Regions from separate parts of the Mus musculus genome. Here region 1 is linked to region 2. Evidence: chromatin contacts called from public Hi-C data. All regions are on one chromosome and are shown on one strand. Each heading gives the region's core, a stretch centred on a gene start, on an enhancer-like site or on the middle of the called end of the contact. The rest is flanking DNA. Distances are from core to core; before and after follow the strand shown.

Region 1 (3,576 bases), core at 610-3,109, 180 kb after region 2:
TGGTACTAGAGCTACTGACAGTTGTGAGCCATCATATGAGTGCTAGGAGCTGAACCTGGGTCTTTCCTAACAGCAGCTAGTGCTCTCAACCATGCACATTCCAGCCCTAAGAATCTCTTTCCAGCTACACTGATACTAAGCATACACAAACTACATTTTCCAATATCTCAAGTCTGGGCTATACATGCCCACTTAATGATGATTTAAGACCACTTTGTTCATAGTGGCCAACACAGGGCATGGTCTATGTGTTCGTCAGCATGGACCTGAGCTACATTCATGTAATAATAGAACACTAGACCTCAGCATAAGGACAAGATCCTGTTATACACAGTGAGTGTAGACTCCACAGTTATGGTCTTGGCTGTTGAGATGGCTATGTGAGAACATCATTCCACTGATGGGAAGTCAAGATGGGGAAGGCTGACCTATGGTGACGGAGGTCAGCACAGTGGTTTATTATCTACAGGGGAGTTGGAGGATATTTGCTTGCAGTGGTGTTCTTTTGTTTGTTTTGATTTTTTTTCTTTTTTTGAGACGAGGTTTCTCTGTATAATCCCTGAGTGTCCTGAAAGTAGACCAGGCTGACTTCCAACAAAGAGATCCACCTGCCTCAGACTGCTGGGATTAAAGGTGTGTGCCACCTCGCTCAGCTCCAGAGGGTGTCTTAAGGGCTGTAGACTGTACATCTGGTGGTGATAGGTTCATGTGGAGTTCATTACACTGCATACTGAAGAGCTTTTCATTTCACTGATTACATTATACCACAGTTTATAAAAGGAGTGACGAAGGAGGAGGCGCTTTCTTAAGAATTCCTTCTGAACTCCTGGCTCGAGCTGTACCTAAAGGTGAGACATCTGCACAGACAGCTTGAGTTACTCAGACACAGTGTGGGAAGCACCATCCTGCTCTCCAAACCCCACTCCTAGAAGAGGCCACACAGGTGTGCTTTATTGAAGTTTCTGGCCTAGCCTTGTATAACTGTGTATATGTGGAGGGAGGGGGTGAAGAGGGAGGGGGAGGGGAAGGAAAAGAGGGGGAAGGGAAAGGAGAGGGAGAGGGATGGGGGAGGGATATAGGGGTGTAAGAGAGAGAGAGAGGCAGAGAGACAGAGAGACAGAGAGACAGGGACAGAGAGAGAGAGAGACAGGGACAGAGAGAGAGAGGGGGGGGAGAGAGAGAGGTGAGAAATTGGGATGAGGTTCTTGTGAGGCTCAGGGTTCCCATCTTCCCCAGCACGGCCAACTGGATCAGATTAGAGGCACCAGAACGGAAGGAGTTTGAACACTTCCCAAGAGGGTGCTCCAGAGCCTGGGGTACTGGTCTCTTGAGACCTTAAGGTAGGGGTGAGGGGTGTTAAGATCAAAAATGCCTGTGCCTTGCAGCACGGGACACACCTGAATTTTTTCAGCCAAAGTTGTTAAAAAAAAAAAAGGTTCAAATGAAAGTTTTCCTGGGGATTACATAACACATGGTACACAGCCAGCAGCATGGGGAGGTGTTGTCAGTACCCTTGAGATGCAGGAATCCCTTTGGCTCCCAGGGCCCCTGATGCAGAGGAATTGGGATCTTGTGACTGGGGCTTACGTAGGTCAGTTTCTCACAGGGTCAGGCTTGGGAACACTCTGCATTGTGGCCTTGTCACAGAGGACAGATTCTCAAGGAGGAACAAAGGGGCCTGGGAACCAGGCCAGGGTGGAAAGCACCCTTTGGGGGGTTCTTTAGCACTTGTTAATTGGTCACCTCGTTAGCAGCCCATCTGCAGCAAGTGAGTGGTGCTGGGGTGCTGGGGAGGACCGTCCTGGCCAGCAGGGGCCTCACAGTCTAGTAATAAGGACACAGCAATTACAGGAACTTCTAGAGCCAGTTCTCTTCAGGAGCATGCCAGGCTGAAGCTTTGTCCTATGGAGAAGCAGAAAAGGTCAGAGGAGGAGAAAGAAAGAGCCCTTCCCGGTCAAGGAGCCAGCCAGGGAGGGAGACAAAAGGAAGGAGGCTCCATGGAGGTGAGGAGCTAAAGAAGAGGTGACATTTGGATGCCTCTCAGATGAGAGGCAAGAGATAGTGACAATGAGGTCACTAGGCAGAAAGAAACTGCTGAGGGAAGAGGGTCTGAGGCTTGGTACTGTGCTCCACAAGAGCTTGGGCATGGGGGAGGGGAGGGGTGGGGTGGGGTGGGGTGGGTGGGGGAGGGATTGTTTCCTGCAACCAGGCTGGGAACAAACCTTCTGCTGGTCTCAGTTTCTCCACACTGTCTGGATCTGATGCCCTTTGGGTCCCTCCATGCTGTGCAGGCATGTGAAAGGGAGGGAGCAAAGGTTCACATTGACCCCTTACTCTAGGGTGAAGTCCCATGACCAGGTCGGAGCAGTGAGCTGTGATCACTTATAGCGTCATTTCCAGGCCCAAGCATACAACAGTTCCAACCGTCGCTTCTCCCTTGGGATGAATTGTGAAGCCCGGGTCCTTGAAAGGCTTAGGGGTAAAAGAAGCTTCTGCTGAGCTTATGAGATACTTGTAGGCACAGAAATTCCCCTTGGCCTATTTGTTTCGGGCTTAAGTATAGCCTGGCCTGACCTGGCCTGACTGGTGGGTCCTTGAGCTCCAAGTTTGTGGAGGAGAGCTTTGATGAGCAGCAATCCCAGCCTGGGCCCTGGGTCTGAAGCAAGTGTGGTCTGCACAGGCTCCCAGGCTGTGTAGGTACTGGGAAGTCCCCTGCTTCTGTCATATCTATGTAGGCCTGCTCACAGAGCCTGTACACGGAGAATAAAGGGGCACCTGTTTACTTGATCAGATGAATCCGGGGAACTGGGAGAAATGGCAGTCTGTGAGATCTGAGCCCCAAAGATAGGGTAGAGAGATTGGCTAATCCATGAGTGAGCCTGGCCTGCCCTGCCTGGTTGATTCCTGCAAGGAATGGGTGGGACTACAAGCAATCCTTGTCCCACCTTAATACCTCAGAGCCTGCCTGGGCTTGAACTCCAGGGCTGGATGGAAGATTTTCTCCTCACTTCTTGACCATCCCTGGAAGTCAAGGTATGAGGTCAGTCCCCCATGGAGTCACCTCTCTCCCAGAGAAGAAATAAGACCAGCACAATAAACTCAAGCTCTGTCCAGACAGCTTTAGAACCACTATGTGAATGTATGTATGCATGCTTCTGTGTGTGTATGTGTGTGTGTGTGTGTGTGTGTGTGTGTGAGAGAGAGAGAGAGAGAGAGAGAGAGAGAGAGAGAGAGAGAGAGAGAGAGATTTTCTTCTGTTATTTCTTTCCTTGAATTGCATTTTGGAAAGCATGTCACTGCTTCCCAGGGGACTGCAGCTGGGAGAGAGAGGAGGAAAGGGGGTGGGGGGGGGGTGCGGGTGCGGGGGGGGGTGCAGGTGTTTCTTCAGAGAGTCATGGATGAGATATGGCACCAGCCTACTTTCTCTCTTTGCCGTGAGCCTTCCTCCTGATACTAATACCGCCTTCCTCTACTACTCTTCTGACAGCTGAGTCTGTTCCCAAGCTCAGAGCACTGTTTCAGGGTCCTTAGCTTCTTGTCTCCCTCACCACCCCTCCACCTTCATCACCTAAAGCA
Region 2 (3,467 bases), core at 474-2,973:
AGCTCCAGAGGCCTCCATTCCTGAGCCAGTGTTCAGAGTCCCCTGCCCCATTGCCAGCTAAGCCTGCACTGTCTCAGGACTGGTGACTCAGCAGCATTTTCTGCTCTTCTCAACCAAGGGGCCAGGGAGGCCATCTTCCCAAGCTCTGCCACTCCCCAGCCTGGACTGTCTACCAGCCTCACCCCCATCCCATTCTCCCTTCTCCCACTGGTGCCTCATTTCTTCATTCATGGGCAGCCTCCCTCTGAGATTAGGAGAGTTTCACCAGCCTGGTTGGGAGTCATAATAGGGCGTGGTGCTTCTGTTGTTTTTGGGAATCTGAACTACAGCTTGCAGAGACAGGAGAAGGGAAGCAGAGAGAAGAGAAAGAAGGGTTAGGAGGGAGAGTAGGAAAGCAGAGAAGAAAGAGTATAGAGAGGGGAAGGAGAGGAAGGCAGGAGAGGTGGCTACTGGGGGACAAGGTGGTTGAGATGTGAATCAAAATATGTCTTTCCTACCCAGATGGAAGACATGGGAGAGATAGGTCTGGGGAAGCCACTGTGTGTGCTGGTGTTGGGTAGACAGCATAGTGGGGTTGGAAGGAGAAAACAAATAGAATGAAAGTGATCCTCCCTAAAAAGGGGGGAAGGAAAAGAGAGGTGGGGTGAATTGCAAACTGAAGACAGAGAAGAGAAGGATGCGGAAGTGAGGACCTCTGAATCACAGGAAGGGATGGCCACCCAAACCAGAACCCTCAGCATGGGGGTGAACCTAACACACAGGAACATACAGGCAAGGGTGCACGGCAGTCTGAGGTGTGTGTCAGGGGCATCCTGAGCTGCTCTGCCCTCTGATGGGGTCCCTTGTCTTGCCCGGGCTCCTGAAAAGGGGTGGTCTCTGCAGGACTGGCTTTCCTGTGCCTGTCTACTGCCCAGTCCAGGAAACTTCCACTCGTGATTAGACGAGGAGAGGCCAAAATCTTCATTCCTCACACTTGTCACCCCAAATTGGATCTAACCGCCTCTCTCCCTGCCTCTCTCCCTCCTAGTTTCCTTAGTAACTGACAGTTCCCCAGTGAATGCCAGACCCTGGGTGACAGACCGCTGTCACAGTCTCTCTTCTGACTGTCCCTCCCCAACCCACACAGACTCACAGACTTGGGTGGGGGTGTGAGGATGCCAGGGTAGACGGGGGGGGGGTTAATTAAAACATGGGGGGATCATTTATTACCCCACCAAGAGGAAGCCTTAATTACTCTATGTGAGGCTGGGGCATGCCAGAAGAGGTGGCTACACAGGGGCACAGGGAGGAGACTAAGCCCTGTCTCCTTCCTCCTTCCCTCTCTATGAGTCTGTCTTGGGTGGGAGAGGTGTGAGGTGGGTCTGTAGAAATGAAGGGGTACTTGTGTGTGTGTGTGGGGGGGGAAGCGGAGGGTGAAACCCGATTGTGTTCATTAAGGCAACACAAAACTGGGAGCCGTAATAATAATTAAATTAATTATAAAAGCAATTTGCTTTTGAAAATTTGATTTGACAGCTTACTAGTGGCCGCACCGATCTAGCGGCTCTGGCTTAAAAATAGTTAGAACGACAACAACAACAACAACAACAAAAAACCCAACCAGATGAAGCAGCAGCTAATTTTAATTAGATGCTGGGTTGGTAAACAGAATTCAGCACCACCCTTTCATTGGGGCTGACTCTGGTTTACGGGATGTCAGGATTGGTTTGGGGGAAGGTAGGGGAGGAGTGGCGGTTTTCTTCCTTCTGAGAGCAGCCGCAGGCTCTGGAGTTCCAGGCACAAGTGCCAAGGGTGGGTTCCCTTCCTTCCCACTGCCTAGCCAATCTGCTCAGAGCCCCTTTCTGGGTTTTGTCCTGGGTGACCTTGGCAGAGTCTGCTGTTTCTGGGCTTGCTGCAGTTCAGCTGTGTGGGGCTACATGTGCATGTATGTGTATATGTGCATTCATGAGTGCTTACGTGGATGCAAGTGACTTGTATGTGTGTGTGCTAGAGAGAAAATTGTTTAGTATATATAGCATATTATATAGACTGCACCTACTGAAACACTTGCAGGGAGAGGGAAGTGGGCCAGGCTGCAGTGCTGGCCACAGTCTCTAGAAATCTCTACAGTCTCAGAAGCAGAAGTTTTAGTGAAGGCCAAGGAGGCTGAGTCTGGCAGGCAAGTCTGCTGTCTCCCCAGAGCCTCAGGAGTCTGGGCACCCCGGGCCCCTTCTCTCCCAGGACAAGCATGTGTTCTGGCTCACCCGCCATGCTGTCAGTCTCTCCCACCCACTCCCTACGGTGTGCAGGGATTTGGTTCATCCTCAGTGCCACTGCCTGGCACAGAGCCCAGCATATAATGGGCATCCAATAAGTGTCAGCTGAGTGGAACAAAACCCCAGCCACCTGCACCCTCTGACCACCTCTTCCAGCCTACACTTGATCACCTGCCTCTCTCTCTCTCTCTCTCTCTCTCTCTCTCTCTCTCTCTCTCCTGGGTCCAGGCTCCTGCTTCCTACCACTTCTAGTCTTTGTGGCTGAAACCTTTCTCTCATTGCTTGGATTCCAGGCTCCTCCCCTCCCTCCCCTTCTGGCTTCCTCTCAACTCTGGTTGCCTCGGTGGTAGGGGCATAGTTCTGCCTTGTTTTTGTCATACAGGGACTTCGGCCATCTTTGAGGTATAGGGTGATCTTCACACAGAGGCTCTCAAGATGCAGCCATGACACAGGTTTCTGGATAGGTACATTCAGCTGGGGCAGGTATTTTTGGTTCCTGTTTTTCAGACAGCAGAGTTCGGTGCACAGAAAGGTTCTTCACAGCCCTTGCCTAAAATCTTCCTGCTCCTTCCCTGCGTCCCTCTCTCTCCTCTCCCATCCCCTCGCCTCCTCTCTCCTTTCTCAATAGCCCTTCCCCAGGTTTCCACTCATTTGTTCTCCCTCCGACCTTCCAAATTAGACTCTTAGCAAAGCCCTATGGTATTTGGCCTTAGTAATACCCCGTCTTCCTGCTTCCTGTCCCTCTCCCCTCTGCTGTTCTCCTCGGCTAAATAGTCTGTCCTTGCCCTCAAGGGCTTGTTCTTGTCACCTTGCCAACACTGGCATTCATCTGGAATCCACAGGGACATTCTCCTTGGTGCCCATAGACTATTTTATGGAGTTCTAGGTATAGGGTTCTAGGTGCTTGCCTATTAGCTATTCCACTGGGTCCATGGTGCAAATCTTGGCATGGAGCCATATTCCAGAAGGTATGGAGCAGGGACAGAGCTTTAATGGCACCAAGGAAGCCTGGGCTTCTCTACAGTGGAGAACATTCAAGGAAAGAGTACTGTAGGGGAAGGAGAATGGGTAGAAGTTAGGACTTCTTATGAAGCTGGAGCAGGAAATGGGAAGAACTGGGGGAAAAAAAACAGCTGCCAAGAATCCTTTAAATTGGGAATGTATTGGAAATTTAGGATCATATTGATTTTTGAGGAGAGAGAGGGAAGCCAG

The links. Hi-C and Micro-C count contacts between places; a contact is called where the count stands out from the background.
Region 1: a contact with region 2 is called in a Hi-C map of forebrain, with 2.7 times the contacts expected there. The contact joins the promoter of 2900052N01Rik here to the enhancer-like site in region 2. A contact is called at or near these places in 11 of 484 Hi-C or Micro-C datasets (astrocytes, cerebral cortex, cortical glia and 6 more) and 5 of 115 datasets of contacts at active chromatin or transcription factors (astrocytes, embryonic stem cells and neural progenitor cells).

The regions. Positions count from the first base shown.
Region 1 is chr9:46,911,744-46,915,319 of GRCm38.p6, forward strand. It overlaps 2900052N01Rik (RIKEN cDNA 2900052N01 gene), which reads left to right and starts at 1,860. Exons shown (of 4, transcript NR_015605.1): 1 at 1,860-2,003.
Region 2 is chr9:46,736,473-46,739,939 of GRCm38.p6, forward strand. No RefSeq gene overlaps it. Among named protein-coding and RNA genes, the nearest start is that of Gm31614, 92 kb to the right of the region's middle. Within about 2 kb of position 1,724, at least 15 of the 459 cell types and tissues checked have an H3K27ac peak or open chromatin away from gene starts, as enhancers often do. A contact at or near this core is called in cortical neurons and forebrain, where this site is marked.